Linked DNA regions of Mus musculus: all the other regions are linked to region 6. Evidence: chromatin contacts called from public HiCAR-type and promoter capture Hi-C data. All regions are on one chromosome and are shown on one strand. Each heading gives the region's core, a stretch centred on a gene start, on an enhancer-like site or on the middle of the called end of the contact. The rest is flanking DNA. Distances are from core to core; before and after follow the strand shown.

Region 1 (2,711 bases), core at 87-2,586, 2.5 Mb after region 6:
AAATTACTGCCCACAAGGAAAACAATTCTCCAAATTCTGAGCTTCTAAAGTAGCATGAGAATTGACTTAGTCATACAGCACAGAGAGCAAAAGCCATAAACTGCCCCAGGGAATGTGGTCACACTTTACCAAAGACCATTTAAAGACTGATCAGTCCCATCTTATTCGGGGAACTCTCAATCTTGACAGCACTCATGCATAGAAATACCAGTTACCACTGTGGTTACTCAAGGAAATCTCTATGCTAATTATACCCCAAGAGACTTTGAAAAGTGGTCACTGATTTGGCTCAGCTCTATTTCAGTGGATGAATAAGATGTGTCTGTGTTTTCTGAGACATCGGCTTGAAAATAAATAATTGATAGGAGACAGTAGTGCTTAATTACAGCTCAGGTTTAGCACTCAGTGGATGACATTGTGTTCTGCATTATTTAGAGTCAACCCAGAGAGAGAGAGAGAGTTTTGAGCACTTAAGTATTTACATATGCATAACCCAGAGGATATTTTCTCTTTGGAAATGGAGACTACACAATCCAATCAGCAATTTTACTGAGCCATCTTGTCCCTAAAAAGCTTTTCCTGAGATTCTCTTAATGCTACATCATGTTCCAATTTCCACTTAGTGTCAAAAGTATCCTGGCAAGACTCAGACTCTGACGGATGAAAGGAAGCCAGAGAAGTTCCCACTAGGAGCAAAAGGCATGTTTGTCCTTACCTGAGACTGGGCCTGCAGGGATAGCCTCACTTCTTCACTCTCCATAGCGGCCATGCTACTTTTACCACAGGAGACTTTGTGCAGTTCTTCCCAGCACTCTTTGGGCTTGCCCTTGCAAATCATCTCCAGGAGCCTTGTGCTTCTTGTCCCGCTCATAGCACATTCATAAAACGTCCCATTAAGCAAAGCCACAGAGAGCCACATCACCGGAGCCACCAGTGAACTCAGTATGATATGGCCCAGGACGTAGAAGAAGCGGCAGCAGCGTCTCCTGGGAAATATTTTTTTTGGGTTCATACAGCAGCCAGTGAAGAGTCTCCATGCCTTGTTATTCAGAAAGAAGCCAAGGATCAGTAACACCCAGGCAGGGGCGAAGAGAAAAACCAGCCCATAGGCAGTATTCTCAACGCTGCAGGGGCACTTAAATGCCACCAGCGAGAAGAGACGTTCGCTACCCACGGTGAGCAAAGCCATGAAGCTGTAGCCAATAGCAGTTTTTTGGTTAAGAAAGAATTTTAAGATGCTCTGAAAGGCATCCATGTTGGAGACACACACACACACACACACACACACGCGAAGAGGGAAAGACGTTTGCCTTGGTTTTAGCACAGCAACTGTGGCTGAGGCTGAGGGTGGAGCTCTTTCAAAACAGCAATCCTGCTCAGTCTGCATCGAGCCAGATAAGGAAACAATGTCATTCCCCAGGAATGCTTTATTTCCCAACAACGTTCAGATAATGCCTCCTACTGGTGGTTGCTGACACTTGAGGGTAGCCAAAGAAGCTGAAAAGTAAACGCAAGTTCCTTTTAATAGTCTTTGCACGTGCTTTTGATTCCAAATCGAAAATGCTCATACAAATTATAAGTATAGAAATTGTCCAGTGGGGGGCTCAGTGCTTCTAGAAATGTGTTTCAGCCACTGACTGGTAGCCAAAGCCAGTCTCCAGACCCAGTGTTTCATGATCGGTTTCTTCTCTTGCTCTGTGCCCTAAGATTTAGTAGACAGGAGTTCTGACTTCCTAAAAGGGTTTTCTTCATTAGAGACCTGAAACATATGGGGTGGGGTTTTTAGAATTTGTGTGAGAAGTCTAATAACTACAGGGGCTTTAGAGAAAAGGAGGCATCCTCGTTTCTCTTCATGTAACGTCTTGATTCACATCATGATAGGTTTTGTTTTTCTTTTTCTTTTTGGTGGGAGGGGAAGTCACAAAGAAAATCTTTCTAAAACAGATGCCAAACCTGAGTTAGGATATCTTCGGGGCTCCAAACCACCCACCACTTGGTCATATGGACCATCGCTGAACCTCGGCATGGTGTTTCATACCAGAACATGTTTCACTCTGTTCACTTAGCAAATGCTAGCTGACTCCAGGTTGTTTTCTAGGACTGAACATAGTGTCACGTGTAGATTAGAAACTCACTCAGAAGTTTGATTTGCAGGTAGCTACTGAATTTGCAACGTAGTAGGATTGTTCAAGATAGGCAGTCCTCCTGTCTATTCAATCAACCAATGAGCACATGAATGAACATTTTTGTACTTCACATTATAAATGATTTAAGAAAATTGCTTCCATTTCTCTCCTACACTGCTCTTAATTTAAACATTAAGTTAATTCACACCTCTGAATGACGGCAGCACATCCAGTTGTCAGATTTCCATGAATAAGTGTAAGAAGCTTCGCCTAGGTGTTTTGTGAAAGGCCTTGGATTAGGAGTCAAGCAAGTAAAAGGCTACAGTCTTTGCTGTTATATTCGTGCTTCTCTAAAGAGCAGATTATACATTTGTGAGAGTTATGGCTTAGAAGAAATAGAGGGGCCAGCAAGATGGCTGTATGGGTAAAGGTGTTTTTCTCTAAGCCTGACTACCTGACCACTAGCCTCAAACCCACACAGTACAAGGGGAGACCCAGCTTCTAGTTGTTCTCTGACCTTATGCCATCCACACAGGCATAGACAAGCTAGCAAGCAAACAAATGTGAAATAATGTTTCAAAACGA
Region 2 (2,827 bases), core at 300-2,799, 2.7 Mb after region 6:
AGTTTAGTCTCAGTAAAAGACTGTGGCTCAATTTCATTTACAAGAATCCATTCTGTCATAGGTGTAGCATCATTTTCTAAAGGAGAAGTCGCTCCCTCTAGTGACAGTCGTTGGAAATAACACGCCTAGCAAGAATTTAACCGTGGAAATTCCTTTCTCTGTGTGGAAGAAACAGTGCAAGGGAGAGAGGAGGAGACATTATTTACCAGAACTTCACCAAAATTGGATTACAGTTTCAGAAGACCTGACATAGGCATCTGTGTCACTCTCCATCCGCAGTTACTTTTATGAGATGTGTAATTTTCTAACCACGCCATTCTTATTGGTGCGTTTACCACTGTGATAAATGCCACGTCATATAGTTCTTATAATAACCTAAGTCGGTGACCCCTTTGCTATACTAAAATCGCCACCACTACAGTAAGCTTTATAGTAAAATTGTTAAATTTTCTATTTATGTGTGTAGATGGGTTATATTGTCTATGAACTTTATCGAAAAACGTTAAATGGTGTTTTGGAAATATTTGTTATACAGAAGGTGACATTTTTCTGGTAAATTTGAATTTGAGGACCACGAATAACTACCTTCTTTTTCTCAAAACAGAAAGGAAATGAATGTGTTCTTAAATATTAATCTATTTATGGATGCGGAAAGGAGGTGGGAGAAAATATGTATCAACTTGATATAGACTATGCATTTATGCCTATGTCCTAAAGTGACGTCACATCCCGTTCAGAGAACCCGGGAATCAAATGTCCAGGGCTCAAATCATCGCTCTGTCATTTTCTATGTTATTCTGGTAAGAGACCCAGTCTCTCCTTGTCTCAATAAAATGGATATCTTAATACATCAGAGGATTGTTATGCAAACTATTCGATGCCACGGTGCAAGACACACCAGTAAAAACAATCATTAATGATGACCACAAAATCTTTTCCAAAAAGAATAATTCCCAAAGCAAACCCACAGATCTTTGTTCCCCAGTAACGTCAGAGCTTAGAATAGAACTGAGTTTTTATTATTATTTTGAGCCAACGTGTATGCAGCCCAGGTTAGCCTCCAAGTCAACGATCCTCCTCAGCACCAGAGCACTGAGGCGACAGACAAGGGCCATCACACCAAGCTAGACTTCATTATTTTTTTCAGTTCTGTGGTGGTGGTGGTGGTGGTGGTGGTGGTGGTGGTGGTGGTGGGGAACCGTGGCATTCACCTTGGTTAATACAAACATTTGGCTCCTAGCTTTGTCTAATACCAGGAGGTGTTTTTACCGTTCCACATAAGTGGAAAGGGGATGAACTTGTTTGCAGACACAGACACACACACGGCTGCAGCCCGGATGCGGGCGAAGGGTCCAGAAGCCAGGTCCAGAAGCCCCGCCACTGTCTTCAGTCTCCTAGGATGATTGACATCCCTTTACGGAAACAAACGTGACAACCGCTATCCGCTACATTTACAGAAGCCAAACAAATACGGAAGTCACGAGCTGAAGAACCAATCAGGTGCGCTGCAGGTTCTCGCGAGACTTGCGGGCTGTGGCTCTGGCGTCACTGCGCTGGAGAGAGCGAGGGGCGGAGCTGGGGTTGCGGGGGACCGTGAGGGTTGTTGTTTGTAGGCGGAGGTCTGCGCGACTAGACCCGACATGAGCAGCCCGGAGCGGGACGAGGGGACCCCTGTCCCCGACAGCCGCGGCCACTGCGATGCTGACACTGTCTCGGGGACCCCAGACCGGCGACCGCTGCTCGGCGAGGAGAAGGCGGTGACAGGTGAGGGCCGCGCAGGGATCGTGGGGAGCCCCGCGCCCCGAGATGTCGAGGGCCTTGTCCCCCAGATTCGGGTGGCCGCAGCTAGGCAGGGAGAGTCACCTCCTTCCGTTCGGGGCCCCGCGGCAGCGGTGTTCGTGACACCGAAATATGTGGAGAAGGCCCAAGAAACTCGGGGAGCGGAGTCCCAGGCCCGTGACGTGAAGACGGAACCGGGCACCGTCGCGGCTGCAGCGGAAAAGTCAGAAGTGGCCACGCCAGGGAGCGAGGAGGTGATGGAGGTGGAGCAGAAGCCCGCGGGCGAAGAAATGGAGATGCTGGAGGCGAGTGGAGGAGTGAGGGAGGCGCCGGAGGAGGCAGGGCCCTGGCACCTGGGCATAGATCTTCGCAGGAACCCGCTGGAGGCCATCCAGCTGGAACTGGACACTGTGAATGCTCAGGCCGACAGGGCCTTCCAACATCTGGAGCAGAAGTTTGGGCGAATGCGACGACACTACCTGGAACGGAGGAACTACATCATTCAGAATATCCCAGGCTTCTGGATGACTGCCTTCCGGAACCACCCTCAGTTGTCCGCCATGATTAGGGGTCGGGATGCAGAGATGTTAAGGTACGTAACCAGTCTGGAGGTGAAGGAACTGAGACACCCTAAGACTGGCTGCAAATTCAAGTTCTTTTTTCGAAGAAACCCCTACTTCAGAAACAAGCTGATTGTCAAGGAATATGAAGTGAGATCATCTGGTCGAGTGGTGTCTCTTTCCACTCCAATCATTTGGCGGAGAGGGCATGAGCCCCAGTCCTTCATTCGCAGAAACCAAGATCTCATTTGCAGCTTCTTCACCTGGTTCTCGGACCACAGCCTTCCAGAATCTGACAGAATCGCTGAGATTATCAAAGAGGATCTGTGGCCAAACCCACTGCAATACTACCTGTGTCGTGAAGGAATCCGTAGACCCCGACGTCGCCCAATAAGGGAGCCAGTGGAGATTCCCAGGCCTTTTGGCTTCCAGTCAGGTTAATCTTTGCATTTGAAAATGCGGCCGGAACTGGTCCCTTCTCACCTGTG
Region 3 (2,925 bases), core at 423-2,922, 2.4 Mb before region 6:
TACCTCTCAGGTTCTGGGATTCCAGGCTTATGCCAACATGTCCAGATGCAAAGCCTAGCTTGAATTACAGGGAACACATAGAAACTCAATGATTTAAAATGAAGAGTCCACAGGAGTATTATTTGATAACTCCAGCTAATGGTTCTGAGCAAAGTTTCTTATTCGTCCTCCTGTATGCATTAGCAACGAGGCAAGCAGGAGGGACCAACTGTAACTCTCTGTCACTCCATGTATCTGTTTGCCTTACAGTCTTATGAAGTAAATTCATCTAATTGGTTAAGGAAGAAACAGAGGCCACAGGATTACACAGTTAAATGGGGGCAGAAGTATTGAGCCCTCGGTCCCTATAACAATATTCCAGGGTCCCCAAACTGGTTCCAAGTCCTGCTCCTCCTCTCAGAGGTCTTTCTGTGGGCTTTGTCAAGATGTTTTAGCTCTCTAAGCCATGGATATAAGTAAGATCCGGTGAATAAAACTGCAGACAGTTGCTAAGGTGGTAAACTGACACGAAGCTCCACTTGACATCCTTAGCACAGAGCTTTGCTTAAAGCTGCTCCCAGTGAATAACTAGTGTTGCTATTGTAACTATGACGATTGTGGCTGCCCCTGGAAATATGAATCCTAGCTCTCTAAACATAGGGAAGCATTTCTTTCGGTTATTCTGCCTGTATAACGTCCTTCTATGGAAGTAAAGAAGCTGGAGTTGGTGGCTCAAGACCCTAATTCCAGGACATGGAAGACTGAAGCAGGATTGTACTAAATTGAGACCAGTTTGAGAGGCAATATTGAGTTTTAGGCTAGCCTGTTTTGCTAAGCAATGTTATATGCTAATTAATTAGTCAGTTGACTAAATTAGATAAATATATGGTTGCCCTGACCAGTTTACCATTATTAAGCAATTTAGCTCCTTATGGGATGGAGCTTGGAGGTAGGCAAAAAAAAAAAAAAAAAAAAAAACCAACAAAAACCAAAAACATGAAATTATGGCATGCTTCAAATGACACATTGTTATATTGTACAGTCGGAAAACTTTAGCTTGACGATAAGAGCTTATTACTTAAAATTCAGTGTAACTGATTTGCTATATTGGCCCTAAAGACTTTATTGACTAAAGTAAACCACTATTCTCTCTCTCTCTCTCTCTCTCTCTCTCTCTCTCTCTCTCTCTCTCTCTCCCTCTCTCTCTATATATATATATGCCCCATTTCTATTTTGCATAAAGGCAAACATTCAATATGTTTCAACATACATTTTGACTCATGCTTGCTGGTGTGTGTGTGTGTGTGTGTGTGTGTGTGTGTGTGTGTGTGTGTGTGTGTGTATTTCTTTTTTTTTTTCTCACACATTTCCACTTCATCCCTGGCCAGACTAACAAAGACACTGAAACTGCATCTCACTGTAGAGAGAGAGGGAAAGAGAGGGGATGGAGGAAGAGGATGGTTCTTGCTCCTAAAAAAAGAGTCTACTTTCCAAATAAAAGAAATCTAAATTGTCATCATGTGCTGCTAGCAAGCAGATCTCTCCTGGCAAGTTTGAAAATGCTAGGCTCCATTATAAAAGTTAAAAATGTCCTGGACCTGGAGTTGTTTACCCAGAGGATATAACTGCTCTAAAGTTACAGAGCTGTGGTTGGAAGCAGCAGCCTTAAGGCCGCCTCCAAGTCCCTGACGTCATAGTAGCCCAGCTGCTGTTGTGACACTGAGCAGAGTAGCTCTTTGAAGTTCAATTTGCAAAGGCGTTTGTCAGGACCACTGTGGAAGATGAATGGATTTTGTTTTATAAAAGAACCACTGAGACTGTTCTTTAAGACAACTAGCTCTCTGCCCCACCTCTGCCATTGCTAGACTGGCCACACAGAGCCTGACCTGCTGCAGGACGACCCCCAAGTGTAAGAAGGTATGTTTCTTCTTGGCAAACTTGAACGAGCAAACTGGGTAGAGCAGGATACTGCTTCTGAATCTTAGATTAAAGATGAGATTTAAGTAAGTGTGTTTTCAGCATCTCCTGACCTGGCTGTGCTTGTGGCTGGGCCTCCGAACAGTGGGCAGGGTACATAAGGGATTCAACTGCCTTGGAGAAGGGGCTGTTCAACTGCTAAGGGTGGATTTCTAAAGCTTGGACTGACAGCAACATCCTCATCCTGAGACTGTTTCTCATTCATTCTCAGCAGTTCAGAAAAACGTTGCTCAGTGTAAGTTTCTATTAACTATTTATTAGAATGCAGTCTGTGGTGGGATGAAGTTATTTTTAATATCTGTGATATAAAATTTACAACCTGTGAGTTCTCTGTTATTTGAAATTTGTAATTTAAAAAAAAATGTAGTTTTATTCAAAACTACTATTACACTCCAGGAGGAGTATTTTTCATAATGTGAGTTAAAAGACACTGGTGTTTGTTTCCTGCAAACCAAGAGTTGTTTTTAATCAAAGCTTGTATCTTATTGGTTAAGGGAACTAAAACTAATGCGCATGTGGCTTAAATTGAGACTATGAGGAGATCCAAGAATAAAGATGGTGACCCGATGAGAAAACAAGATTGGCTTCTTTGGAATTCTTTGTGCTGCATTTCTTTGACCTTGCTAGAAAACAAGGAGCAGGCAGAAAGAGCAATGAACAGCAGTGAATTTTTTTTTCATTTTAATCTTCTAATAAAACCGAATGGGAGGTCTCTGGATAGATGCATTTGCTGATGAACAGCACATGAGCAATAGGATTCCTTAATTGCTTAAAATGGTTCCAGTGGTGGAAAATAACCTGGAAAGTAAGGGAGGGAATTACTTTGAAGATAGGTGACACAGTACTTTGAGGTATAGGCACAGAAGTTCCTAATCCCACAAAATTCATTGGGAGCAACTTATTGCCAGGCCAAATGATTTCCTCTAAGAATTGTGAAGTTGGAAGTATTTGCTGTCTCTGACATTCCTT
Region 4 (2,856 bases), core at 303-2,802, 2.3 Mb after region 6:
TAATCCAAAAATTTAAACTCCATATGCTCCAAAATCCAAACCTTCTGAGCTGACATGTCCCAGTGGATCTATGCCTGATCTCAAACCTTCTGAGCAGACAGGTCCCAAGTGGATCTATGCCTGATCACACGATGTAGGACAGTCAAAACACTGGCACACTGAAAATAGAAATACATACAGAGAAATATGTTTTAAAATACAAGCTATATATGACACAAACAAACTTTATGTTTAGTATTGTATTTCTACATATTCTAGATAAAGGATATTGTGCCTGAATGTCAAGATATCAGAGGTAATAATAAGAAAATTTATGAGTAAAACATTTCAACAAGGCATTGGTGATACACCCTTTTAATCTCAGCACTCCTGAGGCAGAGAGCAGGTGGATCTGTTAGTTGGAGGCCAGCCATAGCTGAGTTCCAAACCATTCAGGGCTGCATAGTGAGACTCCATCTCAAAAAACAATAATACAAGGCATTTCGTCCAACAGGTAGAAAAAAAAGTATATTTAATAAGTTGTCCATGTAAAATAAAGTAAAACAGAAGGCTAATGTTGATCAACATATTTACTTGCATGTAGTAGAATGAGGAGGGTAAATCCACCTTAGTTCACTTCAGAGCTTTATATGTGTCAAACTTAATACCACTGCTGTGGTTTTACATACATGGAAACCCTGGACCAGACAGGTCACTACAGTCAGATAACGATGGAAGGTAAACACCGCAGAGCCCAAAGGTAAAAGCTGTGAGCATTGTAGGAAAACAGCACTTACCGCCAAGATCTAGGAAACTGGGGTATAGACGCTGGTTTCATTAGGTTAGCTAACAGCTCAACCCTCGGAAGTTCATTTTCAAACGAGTTATGAGATTGATGGGCTAATGGGAGATGGACTACTTGTAGGGAGGTGCTAAAACAAAACAAAACCTTTTAACGCAATCACAAACCCAGACCTTCCCCTAGACTATCACCTGGCTGTCACGTATTTTAGTAATAGGAAGGAAAAACGAGGGCAACTATTCCCTTCATCTAATTTCAGCTTTACAAAATCTTTCTACATTTTCCTTTTTCTCGTTTCTCTTCAGACAGTAATAAGTTTCTGTTTCTAGAAGGAAGTTCTATCGATACCTAGTTTCGTTTCTTCCAAGGACTGGGGCACTGCAGATAAAGGACACACTACAAGTAAGGGGGGACCTTCGAAGGGCTAGCCTGGGTACGGGATGGCGAAGGTGGTAAGGCCCGAATCTGTCAAAGTTCTGAGCCAACGTCGCACCGGTGGGGCGCAGGGAACCGGACCTGCGGCCACCCGGAGCCGGCCTGCAGACCCGGACCCACGGCTAGACCGCCGCTCCTCCCCACCGCAGGAGCCAGCCACCGCCCGAAAGCGCGCCCCACACAGCCCGCCCGATCGCCAAGGACAGACCTCCCGAGACTGCCGCGCCGCGACCCAAAAGAGAGCCCAGGCCTCCAAGAGTCCTCCGCAGTCACAACAGACCTTCCTCACTGGCCAGAGAGGGTAGAGATCCCAGCATGCCCCGCTGCAGATCCGTCTGAGTTGCGGTGCATTGTGGGACTTGTGAGGGATTTTTGCAACTTTCGCTTGCACATCAGAGCATCACTGCCCCTCCCACCTTCCAGTTGCAGTTTCCACTCCAGATATGCTAAAACCGTAACTAGATTCTGAGTACATTTAAATGTCTGATTCTGCGGCAAACACCTGTTCCTGTTTACACAGTATCTGAGCTCTAAATTATGTTCTGCGGGTTAATTAAGACAAGTTCCTTTGTCAATATTACAAAGTTGCTTATCCAGTGTTAACAGTCTGTTTCTCCCTCTGGGGGATTGATCTACGAGGCAACTACGGACGTGTTTAAATATGAGGATGACATAATCTGACAAGTATAATATTTTTAAATTATTGGGTATCGTTGAACGTGATGCATGGAGGAAATACTATTTCCTTTAGTAGAATTCCTTCTTTTAGTAAAAAAAAAAAAAAATTCGAAGTCATTGTAAGAGTGAAAGTACTCTTACAGAACATTTTCAAGCTAAAAATGAGCACATTAGCAGTTAACCATTAGCTGCGAGGCCAACAACAATGAAATCATTTCTCCAGAGGTATAAAAACGTTCAGAAAACAGAACTTTGTGGAATGTCTAAACAAGGGGCAACTAAAACTCTGCTTCCAGATTTCCTCCTTCATCAGCTTCCCACTTGACTCGTCTTTTCCTCCAAGACAGTATTAGTTAACGAAAAAAGATGAACTGGCCATCTTCTGTAACCAGGTTGTTATGCCCAGTTTGCGGGAACCCCAGGAGACTGCCAGAAATTGGAAGACCAAATGTAATATACAAAGAGTTTTTATTAACCGGGACCCGGTTCGCTATCTTTCCCAATGCACAGTGACCCCTAAATCTAGGGGTTTAAGGTATATATAGGAGGATGCATAAACTGGGGCTCTCAACCCCTGGTGTTACATGATTGGGAAGAGGAAAAGAGAACCGATAGTATTTGTTCAGACAGGGAGGAGGAATTGCGCAGCTGGAACAAGACCTTTTTGACCTGGGAAGACATAACTTATCAAAGACCAGCGTGTTTTTATAACGCAGTCACAGCTGCCTGAGAATGAGTGGACTTTATCACTTCGAGAATACTAACTCCTGTCTCCTTCAAAGGTCGGAGCCATCTGTGCTTGGGAGAGTGCTTTTATGAAGGAAGGATCACAATATTCCGGCGCCAGATTGGGCTCTCTTTTGTCTGCCCTCTTCATAAGGCCTGAAGCATCTATGTTAGGGGAAAGGGGTACTAACTGCTCTGGCTGCATGCAGGGACAGGAGAGTGCAGTATTTGACGCG
Region 5 (2,903 bases), core at 336-2,835, 2.4 Mb after region 6:
TACAATACTGCTTTAAGACATAAAAAATGTGCCATTGTAAGACACACATGCGCGGAACTTAGTGAAGGATAACCTAATATTTAAGACAAGTTAAAAATACTGTATGCCTCATGCATTTTTGTTTCTGCCTACAAAGGGTTCATGCCTATTATATTTCTAACGTGCTAGAAAGGTCTAAACATCGTAATTCAGACTATATCGGACAACTGACACTAGCGCTTTATTTTAGTTTGACACTGACATATAAGCAAGGATAGAGAAGGAAGCCAGACTCCACACATACACTCACCCAGGTAATGACACTCTCAACCCCCTCTTCACTCATCCCTTAACATCCGCAACACAGCTGTATTGCTGGTGCGAGAGAACATGAACTCGACTGGAGCTACACAGGAGTAGCTGAGAGACATCTGCCTGTTGGCAAAGCAGAACAAAATTTGCTTCCATTGCAAAAAGTTGGTCAAAAAGTGAAGCCAAGAAAGAAAACTAAGCTAAGCAATGAAAGGGATGGTTTAGGATTTAAAGTAATATGCCTTGGGTTCTTAATTCAGACACTAAGTAATACTTGACAACACTTGGAGGAAGGGTTGTGGAATGTAAATCCCATCAATCCCCAGCCTACGTTCATACTGACTTTACCTTGAGTGCTTCCCTAATTTGAGAAGACCCATAGATAGGTTTTCCATGGAAACAGACTCACAAGGAAAGATTCTACTAATGAATTTCCTGACGGATGCTTTCCCTTAGACCCAATCAGCTCTTCCTACATCTAAGCTGAGGCTGAATCCTTAACCGAAGTCTTCAGGATGTAAGAACTAAGGACCTCTGGCTGGAGGAGGGAGAGCACAAGCCACTTGCCTTCCCTGGGCCTCCAGAACCTCGACGACGTCTAAGATACCTAAGAACCACAGCGACCACATCGTTCATCAGGCATTCTGCAGAATGCCTGATCACTCTTATAGAGAGAATAAGACATCCCCGAGTGTGCTGCTCTCAAAAGCCAGCATCCCAATCTTCTCAGCAGGGAAAACAGCTGCTACTTCACCAGAGCTTAAAATAGGAGGTAAAGGGGGGACATTAAGCGGCTCTGGAGAAACTCATCGCACTGCTAGTTCCCCCCACCCCCCGCGTGCTTCAGTGAATCTCGGATGACGGAGGTTACGCGAAACCAAAGCGGTCAGGACCAATTCCAGGGCCTCCGCAGAGCCACCCGGACCTTCGGATTTCAGGACAGTGGGGAAGGAAGCAGGCGAGTGCTGGAAACTGTCTGGAGAGCGGCAGGAAGGGCCGCGGGGCCCCGGCCTCCGCCCCGGAGCAGGAGGCCGCCAAAGTCACCTGTGAAGGAGTCGGGGTAGATGGACTCCAGAGCCTCCAACTCGTTGCGTTGTTCCTCGCCGTAATCTGTCATCGTGGCCCGCGTTGTTGCCCGTGCATCGGCGCGACTCCCTGGCGGCGGGCTGCAGCGGACACCGCGGCCGCCGGCTGCCGGGCGGGCGCACGCGCAGAGTCGGAGTGGAAAGGCCTGGAGCCACGCCTGGCACGGATTGCTGAGAAACAGCCCCGGCTCCGCGGGCCGCCCGATCCCCGCGTCGGAGTTCGACTCATCGCGCCTGGAATGCCGGCCGCCGATTCGCTGCCTGTCTGCGACGGCTCGGGATTGGCTGGGGGGTGACCGCAGCCCGCCCGGCGTTCGGGAAGGACAGCTACTGCCCGCTGCTGGGCTTTGCTGGCTTCTGATGGAGACGCCTGGCAGAGAGGCATCGCCATTCTGCGCTCGATGTGTCTGGTCTGAGTCTCGCGCAGGGCGTGGTAGTGGCGCCGAGGGCGGGGCGCGGAGGTCCAAGGGCTTCCGCTTTTCCGCGTTCCTAAACCACGTTTGTCGCCCAGAGCAGCCTGTGGGCGACAGCCAGCCCGGCTTCTTGGAACTTTCAATGGCCTGATCTGTGCAGACTCCTGGAAGCCGAGCTGGGACTTGGGGTCGGGGTTCGTCCAGAGGTCTGTCCCAGGAGGAACCCGGGAGGAAGGCTGAAAGTCGAACCAGAGGTTCTTGCACCTCACTTTAAAGTTGTGAAATAAGTGAGGCGGAAAAATTGACCTAAAGACTTGTTCAGTTGTTATTTCAGCGAACAGATAAAGGGGCGGATCTTAGTGACAGATTTGACTTTGCCAAAACTACAATAAGATACCGGAAAATAATACCTTTGATTTAGCTCTACTTCTGCTGATAGATTTGACAGCTTCAAGTCTATCACTACAACCAAAATGTCAAATGCCGTAACGGCAAAACTAAGAAAACAGATAAATATGTCTTCTTTTTTAATGAACACTAAATAGTTACTTGGTTTATATTTGTTTATAATAAAGGAACACGTACTAGCCTAAACAAAATGTGGGGAAATGTACCTCGGGAAGAATACCCCAAACATACTAAAAATGTTTCCCCAAATTTCTCTACCTTCCTTGTGTATTAAAGCTGGCTTTACTTGTATTATGCAGGTTCCATAGATGGGCTTTTTTGGCTTTGGCTTTGTGGTGATTGTTGCTGTTGCTTGCTTGTATCTTGCTTACTAGCCAGGATTGCCAGAACTCGTGTTACCCCTACCCTGGCCTCAGTGGTGCTGAGATTGTAGGTGTGAGCCACAGTGCTCCAGTTACACAGAAAGAGTTTTTTGTTTTGTGTTTAATTAGCAAGTATTCCTTACTTACAGTAAAGGAAATGCATTATGTCAAAAGTATTATGGTTTCTTGTTTTAAATAGATTAAGGGTTGCTTTTTGCCTTCTTTTAAACTTTAAAGGGGAGAAAAGGAAACTTCTGAGATGAGGTAGCATTTCAGATATAAGCTGCATATTTGTTTATTCAAAGGAATTCCGATGATTAGTTACCAGAATAGACTTCTAGGAA
Region 6 (2,799 bases), core at 238-2,737:
TAAAATACATTCAATAACAACTAGAACGCCAGCAATTGCTGGAGACCCTGGATAAGGGGACCGGTCACCTCTGTCCTTGCTAGGAAGTTTAATGCCTTGCCATGGCGATCAGGGCTGAGGGTGGGCAGAGAGTAGTGGAGAGTTACCTGAGAGCTCAGGTAGATTTTGAGGCACTCCTCGCACACCGCCTTCTTGCAGCAGGGCAGGGGCTTGATGGGTTTGTCTTCCAGGCACACCCGGCACATCAGCACCATGAGGGGCGCATAGGGGTCCCCTACTCCCCCCAGGCCAGAGTAGGGTGGAGCCCCTAATAGGCCAGGCACGGAGAAGGGCTCCGGAGCCAGGTAGAACTCCAGCTCGATGCTGCCGCCGTCGGGGGAAAGGGGGTCAGCCGGGAGCGACAGCGGGGAGCTGGGGAAGGAGGGCGGCGGGCTGGCGGGAATCGGCCCCAGCGGTGCTTGAGGTGGGGACTCCGACGGCGACGGGGACTCGGCGGAGGGGGCCTCGGGCAAGTCGCTCTCCACGCAGTACACGGAGCAGAGGACTTGCGGCTTGGCGGGGGGCGGGTGTCGCTGGGCCAGCACGTCCAGGAGCAGCCCGTCGGGGGGCTGCTGGCCGGGGGGCGCCTCCCGTGGCCCCGCTCCCTCCGCCTCGCGCTCCAGCTGCAGTTCCAGACTCTGGGGGTCCAGGGGCCCGCTGAGTGGCAGTCGCGCGGGCTGCCCTGCCGGGGCCCGGTTGCTCGCAGGCTCCTGGACACTCGCGTCCACGCAGCCCGGGTCTCTGCCGCCGCCGCCGCCGTTCGGCCGTGAAGAGGAGGCTGCAGCGCGCGGCCCGGCTGTCCGGACGCGGTCCCCTCGCGGCCTGGGGGACTCGGGCTGGCCCGCCGAGCCTCCGCCAGAGGCCCGCGCCCCGCCGCTGCCGCTCACCGTGCTCTGCTCCTCGCCCATCGCCGCCCGCGGCCTGCGCCGCCGCCGCCCATCCAGCCGCCCGGACCCCCAGCCGGCGCCGGGCAGCGCGGGCAAGCGGCTCCGCTCCACTCGCGGCGGCCCTTCTGCTTCCGGATCCCTCCTCCGGGGCCGGGACGCCCCAAGCGCCCTCCGGGGAGCCCGGGCTCCCGGGCCGCAGCGTGCGGGCAGCCGGCTCCTCCTCCTCCACCTCGTAGTCGTCGTCTTCCTCCTCGTCCGGCGCGGCCGGGCACCGCCTCGAGGACTCCGAGGGCCTCAGGCTGAGGGGGCCCGGCCCGCATGCACGTCGCGGCGCTGCCGCGGACCCGCGAGTCCCGGGTGGGGCGGAAGAGTTCCCGGGAGGCGGGAGGAGACGGTCAGCCCCGCGCCATCCCTGCCTCCGCGGCGGGGCGCGCAGCCGGCGATCCCGAGGGTCGCCGGGCCTGTGGCGTCACCGAGAGGTGGCCGAGTCCGCAAGCAGTGGCTGGTGTCCCTGGAGGAGAAGCGGGAGACCTCCCTCTCCTCGTGCAGCACCTAGGGCCCTGCTCCCTCCCCTCACCCCACCCCTTTGGCACACACCTCCCCACACGTACACACATACGCGCGCGGGCGCCCACGCACACAGTCGCACGCACACAGGAGTGAGGGTGATCTAAGCTGAGCTGTGCTCTCACCCCTAAGAATTCCCACTCGGCCCCAGCCAAATGCTTAAGCGCTTGCAGGCGCCCCTTAGTGCTCTGCTTTAAGTAGAACTTCCGACAAAAACTGCTGGACCCTGGGCTCTGGACGGAGAACACACTGGGATGTCACGCTCGAGAAGTAGAGGCGATGGTGTGCATTCTACCTGGTGCGATAGGAAGGATCTTCGAAAACCATAAATAACCCAAAAGCACTTGTCGTCTGCTCCTCCAACTATAATATTTACAAGCACTAAGGAATAACTAATCTGACATTTACTGCTTTTCCTCTGCTCAGTGTTCTCTCGCGAATTATTTTTGTGGGCTCTTGGGGTTTTGTTTGTTTGTTTGTTTGGTTTTTGTTTTGTTTCTGAACCCCTTTAAGTGGGTAGCCTGGCCTGATTAATCAGCTGGATCATCATTAGGAATCAGGGAAACTTATTAACATAACCATATTCATACCCAAAACTGTTTCCAAGGCAACAATTATATCTCAGCCAGAACTTAATTATGTGTTGATCTATCTTTATTTTACAGGAAGTATTAGTCACCCAAACACTGGTGTGATTTAGTTTTCTAAAGCCAATGAAAACATTTTTGGGAAGCCAACCATTTTTATTTTTTTAAAATAGGGAGGGAATTCAATTTACACATTCATGTCAAAGGAAAAATCTGTTAAATGTGTAGATTATTTTTTAACCTTGAAGTTGTTATTGATTTGTTCTAAAATATTTTCCAAGGCAAATGCAAAGGCTACAAGGGAACTAAGAATTCAGTATTGACCAAGCAGAGACCCAAAGGTCATGGGTTTCAATCAGGTGCGGTTGAAGCTCAGGTACACCAGAGCATGGTGACTTGCCGCCAGATGCCCTGGCACTCAGTAGTCTGACCCAAGAATGAAGAATAACTATTTTTTGATGATTAAATGGTACTCAGGCAGCCTGGAGAGATAGCTCACTCACTCAATCCTCAGTATCCACCTCAGAAACACAACCCGCTGGAAAGCCCAGACAGGTAAGTGGACGGATGTTGCTGGGACTCCAGAAGACTCCATCTCCCTGTTCAAGGATTGCCCTTTCTTTCCTTACCAGGACTTCTTCCTGCTACATGCTGCTAGCATTTCTGAGCAACATGTCATCTTCCTCTAGGTAAATCCTCTCGTGCCTGACTCCTGGGCC
Region 7 (2,853 bases), core at 167-2,666, 2.4 Mb after region 6:
GAAGTACCCAGTAACACCCATCTCCCCAGTTATGCCTAACTTCTCCTAACTTGCTACCTTTGTAAGGCCACGCTTTTCCATTAGCATTTGTCAGTCTGTCTCTCTTATTCCCTCAACCTCTTTTCCTACCTACTGCATCCTACCTTCTTCTGTGGTTCTGTATTCCTGAACTATTTACCCAGATCACACACTTATGGGAAACAACACAATGTAACGTTATGATTCAGGACCATCGACAGTGCCACTGAGTTGGCCTGTCTGGGGACCAACTGAAAATTTGATATATTATTAACCACATTTGTTGTGGTAGCTAAGAATAGCTAAGGTTCTAGTCACAACAGTAAAACTGTAGGCTGAGCTGCACTATTTCTCTTCATGGGAGAAGGGAAAAACATTTAACACTGCCACAAAGCACAAAGCAGCTGCCCAGTGTTACCGGCTTACTAAATGGAAGTTTTAAGTGATTGTCCCCAGCAAGCAACGGGAACACAAATCTGTGTGGTTTAAACTGCACATCTACAATGCTGATGCCATTATCTAGGTTGGGTCAAGGATAAGAATTGGGTGGCAATTTAGTTATTCTCCCTGGAGAATGCAAAATTAGTTCTAGATATAAAATGAAAATCAGCATAGGTCATTTTCTTTGATGATGTAAATAAAAAATCCTTTTGAATGTGCCTTAACAATTAAAACAATCCCTTTAGTCAACCTTTGATACAAGTAAACTGACAAACAGGTCACGTGAACTTTCACCTCAACAGCAGCAGCCTGACACTGGCTAAAGCCATTGCCTGTGGACACACTGCATGGCAAGCTAATGCCACCTGCCTGTGTACACACTGCATGTGCCACAGCTTCTGAAAGCTTCACCTACAGCTGATGGTTCCTTCAATGTAAACAGGTGATCACCCTGACACATACTCCTGCCTTGTCTTCCGACCTGACACAAAACACTTCAAGTGATGTCATATAGCTCACCTCCCTACATTCAAAGCCTGTGGCACCAACAATGGGTAACATGCACATGTTAACAACCCACAGGCATCTTTCTTCTAGAAACTAAAAGCTCATCTTTGCTGCTTACAAATATTCTAAACACATAGTCTGTGAAGAGTAATGAACTCATTTTCTCTTTCCAATGAGGTGACAGTGTCCTTTCCTTTTAGTCTGACCTCAACTGAACAATATTCAATTAACTCTTTGCATGTTTCTCAGCACTTTCTCAAGTTGCCCTAAAGAATCTTTGCTGGCAAAAAGAGCATGAAGGGATGAGAGGATGAGGTCTTATTCAAGAATGTGGGTATAAAGACTGGTTTGAACTCTCCTGAGAATTCTCATTCTTCCCATAATTTACACAAGTGTTTCCCTTTTTATCCTACTAATATTTTTATATGTCTTGGCACAAGTAGCAAAAGATCAAGCAAGTTTTCCACAGCCACAGTTCAGGCTGCTGCACAAATGGAGTCATGGGCTCACTCCCAGAATATGAATTCAACTGGGATTTATGTTCTCATGACAAATCTTGAAGTGTCAAGAGAACTAGTCAGGTTGCCTTTTTATCATTGCTTTCCCTACATTCTACAAAGACTAAGGTAGAAACCCACTTCAGTACCAAAGCACCTAAAAATCTTGTAAGTCACATGAAGAAAGAGGGACAAGTTGGCACTTGGGTCAAAGACCTGACCTTGGCACATTGTTCCTCGATGCTTCGTTACCCCAACTGAACAGCTTCGTCCAGGTTCTTACACAGCTACTGACCAGCTTCTCGCCATCGCTTTTATGGAGGAGAAAAGCTCATATAACACAAGCTTTTGGCTCTGCATAGAAACCCTGAAAGTTCTTGCCACCACCTGGCATCAAGATCAACTAAAACAATCTTCAAAAAGTATTAAATTCCAGAATGACAATTTTCCTTTTGTTTTTGCTTTTCTGTTTGTTTGGTTTTGGTTTTTCTCAAGACAGGGTTTTTCTGTGTAGCCCTAGCTGCCCCGGAACTCGCTCTGTAGACCAGGCTGGCTTCAAACTGAGATACTGCTGCCTCTGACTCCCGAGTGGGGAGGTTAAATTTGAGCGCCACCAACTCCCGGCATGATAGTTTTATTTTAAATAGTTTGAGTTTAATCATAAGTCTCGTTCCAAAGTAAGACTGTATTTGTGGGTATGTGACAGACATTTTTGACTGAAGGTAGGTACTTGGAACAGTACAAGTGATATAAACCAGAGGCAAGTCAACCTTCTAAACTGTAGACTGGGTAGCTAGCAGGAAGCCTGGCTCACCTACCTGATACCCACAACCAACCATCTTAATGTACTATGAAGAGGGCATTCCATATGCGAATATCTAGATATATTTCTCTTCCAATAATAAACAGTCCCAAGAGAGTCTTTGAACTGGTTAAATGGCCAGAAAAACACTAACCCAGGTAAGACAAACCAACAGGCCAGGGACTCAGGCAGAAATACATGTTAGAACAGTTCTAGAACTGCTGTAATGAGACTGAGCTGTTTTAAAATCAGGTTGGGATCTACTGCTCCTGGCTCTAACCCACAAAAGGCCCAGGAATGCATACCTCAAAACCATCAAATTTGGATTCAAATACTGCCACCACTATAATAAAGTCTATTTTATTCCTCCAAACATAATAGTTGAACTTCTAATTTGGTTAAAACTCAAAATTATTGTGCCAGGCACTAGGAGTCCAGGTTGGTTACTGTCACTCATTCTTCTCGTAAGACATTTGGAATCCAAAGTAACCACTGACCCCAGCATAGAAATTCCAAGTCACGCCCATTCCTTATTTGTAAAATCAAGCATCCATAGCAGCAGCCTACATCAGTGATACAGGTGGGGGC

The links. Promoter capture Hi-C pulls out the DNA fragments that hold promoters and counts their contacts. HiCAR-type assays count read pairs that join an accessible place to other places.
Region 1: a contact with region 6 is called in a promoter capture Hi-C map of 3T3-L1-derived adipocytes, with 6 times the contacts expected there. The contact joins the promoter of Calhm5 here to the promoter of Rnf217 in region 6. A contact is called at or near these places in 2 of 39 promoter capture datasets (3T3-L1-derived adipocytes and hippocampal neurons).
Region 2: a contact with region 6 is called in a HiCAR-type map of astrocytes, with 5 times the contacts expected there. The contact joins the promoter of Tspyl1 here to the promoter of Rnf217 in region 6. A contact is called at or near these places in 2 of 39 promoter capture datasets (cranial neural crest and hippocampal neurons) and 1 of 115 datasets of contacts at active chromatin or transcription factors (astrocytes).
Region 3: a HiCAR-type map of astrocytes shows a contact between it and region 6, with 4 times the contacts expected there. The contact joins the promoter of 9330159F19Rik here to the promoter of Rnf217 in region 6. A contact is called at or near these places in 1 of 39 promoter capture datasets (cranial neural crest) and 1 of 115 datasets of contacts at active chromatin or transcription factors (astrocytes).
Region 4: a promoter capture Hi-C map of hippocampal neurons shows a contact between it and region 6, with 6 times the contacts expected there. The contact joins the promoter of Zup1 here to the promoter of Rnf217 in region 6. A contact is called at or near these places in 4 of 39 promoter capture datasets (the 3T3-L1 cell line, cranial neural crest, hippocampal neurons and 1 more) and 2 of 115 datasets of contacts at active chromatin or transcription factors (astrocytes and bone marrow-derived dendritic cells).
Region 5: a promoter capture Hi-C map of hippocampal neurons shows a contact between it and region 6, with 5 times the contacts expected there. The contact joins the promoter of Rwdd1 here to the promoter of Rnf217 in region 6. A contact is called at or near these places in 3 of 39 promoter capture datasets (frontonasal cranial neural crest, hippocampal neurons and liver).
Region 7: a contact with region 6 is called in a promoter capture Hi-C map of hippocampal neurons, with 5 times the contacts expected there. The contact joins the promoter of A830082N09Rik here to the promoter of Rnf217 in region 6. A contact is called at or near these places in 2 of 39 promoter capture datasets (cranial neural crest and hippocampal neurons).

What each region holds. Positions count from the first base shown.
Region 1 is chr10:34,095,183-34,097,893 of GRCm38.p6, forward strand. Calhm5 (calcium homeostasis modulator family member 5) reads right to left here and starts at 1,337. Exons shown (of 2, transcript NM_178908.3): 1 at 716-1,337. The coding sequence starts at 1,255. The region is part of intron 4 of Trappc3l (trafficking protein particle complex 3 like); the gene reads left to right.
Region 2 is chr10:34,280,641-34,283,467 of GRCm38.p6, forward strand. Tspyl1 (testis-specific protein, Y-encoded-like 1) reads left to right here and starts at 1,550. Exons shown (of 1, transcript NM_009433.3): 1 at 1,550-2,827. The coding sequence starts at 1,641. The coding sequence ends at 2,780. The region is part of intron 1 of Gm26564 (a long non-coding RNA gene); the gene reads right to left.
Region 3 is chr10:29,209,971-29,212,895 of GRCm38.p6, forward strand. 9330159F19Rik (RIKEN cDNA 9330159F19 gene) reads left to right here and starts at 1,673. Exons shown (of 6, transcript NM_001162537.2): 1 at 1,673-1,896.
Region 4 is chr10:33,949,707-33,952,562 of GRCm38.p6, forward strand. It overlaps Zup1 (zinc finger containing ubiquitin peptidase 1), which reads right to left and starts at 1,553. Exons shown (of 11, transcript NM_001359455.1): 1 at 1,425-1,553; 2 at 42-158.
Region 5 is chr10:34,018,031-34,020,933 of GRCm38.p6, forward strand. It overlaps Rwdd1 (RWD domain containing 1), which reads right to left and starts at 1,586. Exons shown (of 7, transcript NM_025614.3): 1 at 1,336-1,586. The coding sequence starts at 1,408.
Region 6 is chr10:31,608,238-31,611,036 of GRCm38.p6, forward strand. Rnf217 (ring finger protein 217) reads right to left here and starts at 1,488. Exons shown (of 6, transcript NM_001146349.1): 1 at 147-1,488. The coding sequence starts at 947.
Region 7 is chr10:33,993,639-33,996,491 of GRCm38.p6, forward strand. A830082N09Rik (RIKEN cDNA A830082N09 gene) reads right to left here and starts at 1,417. Exons shown (of 1, transcript NR_015526.2): 1 at 1-1,417.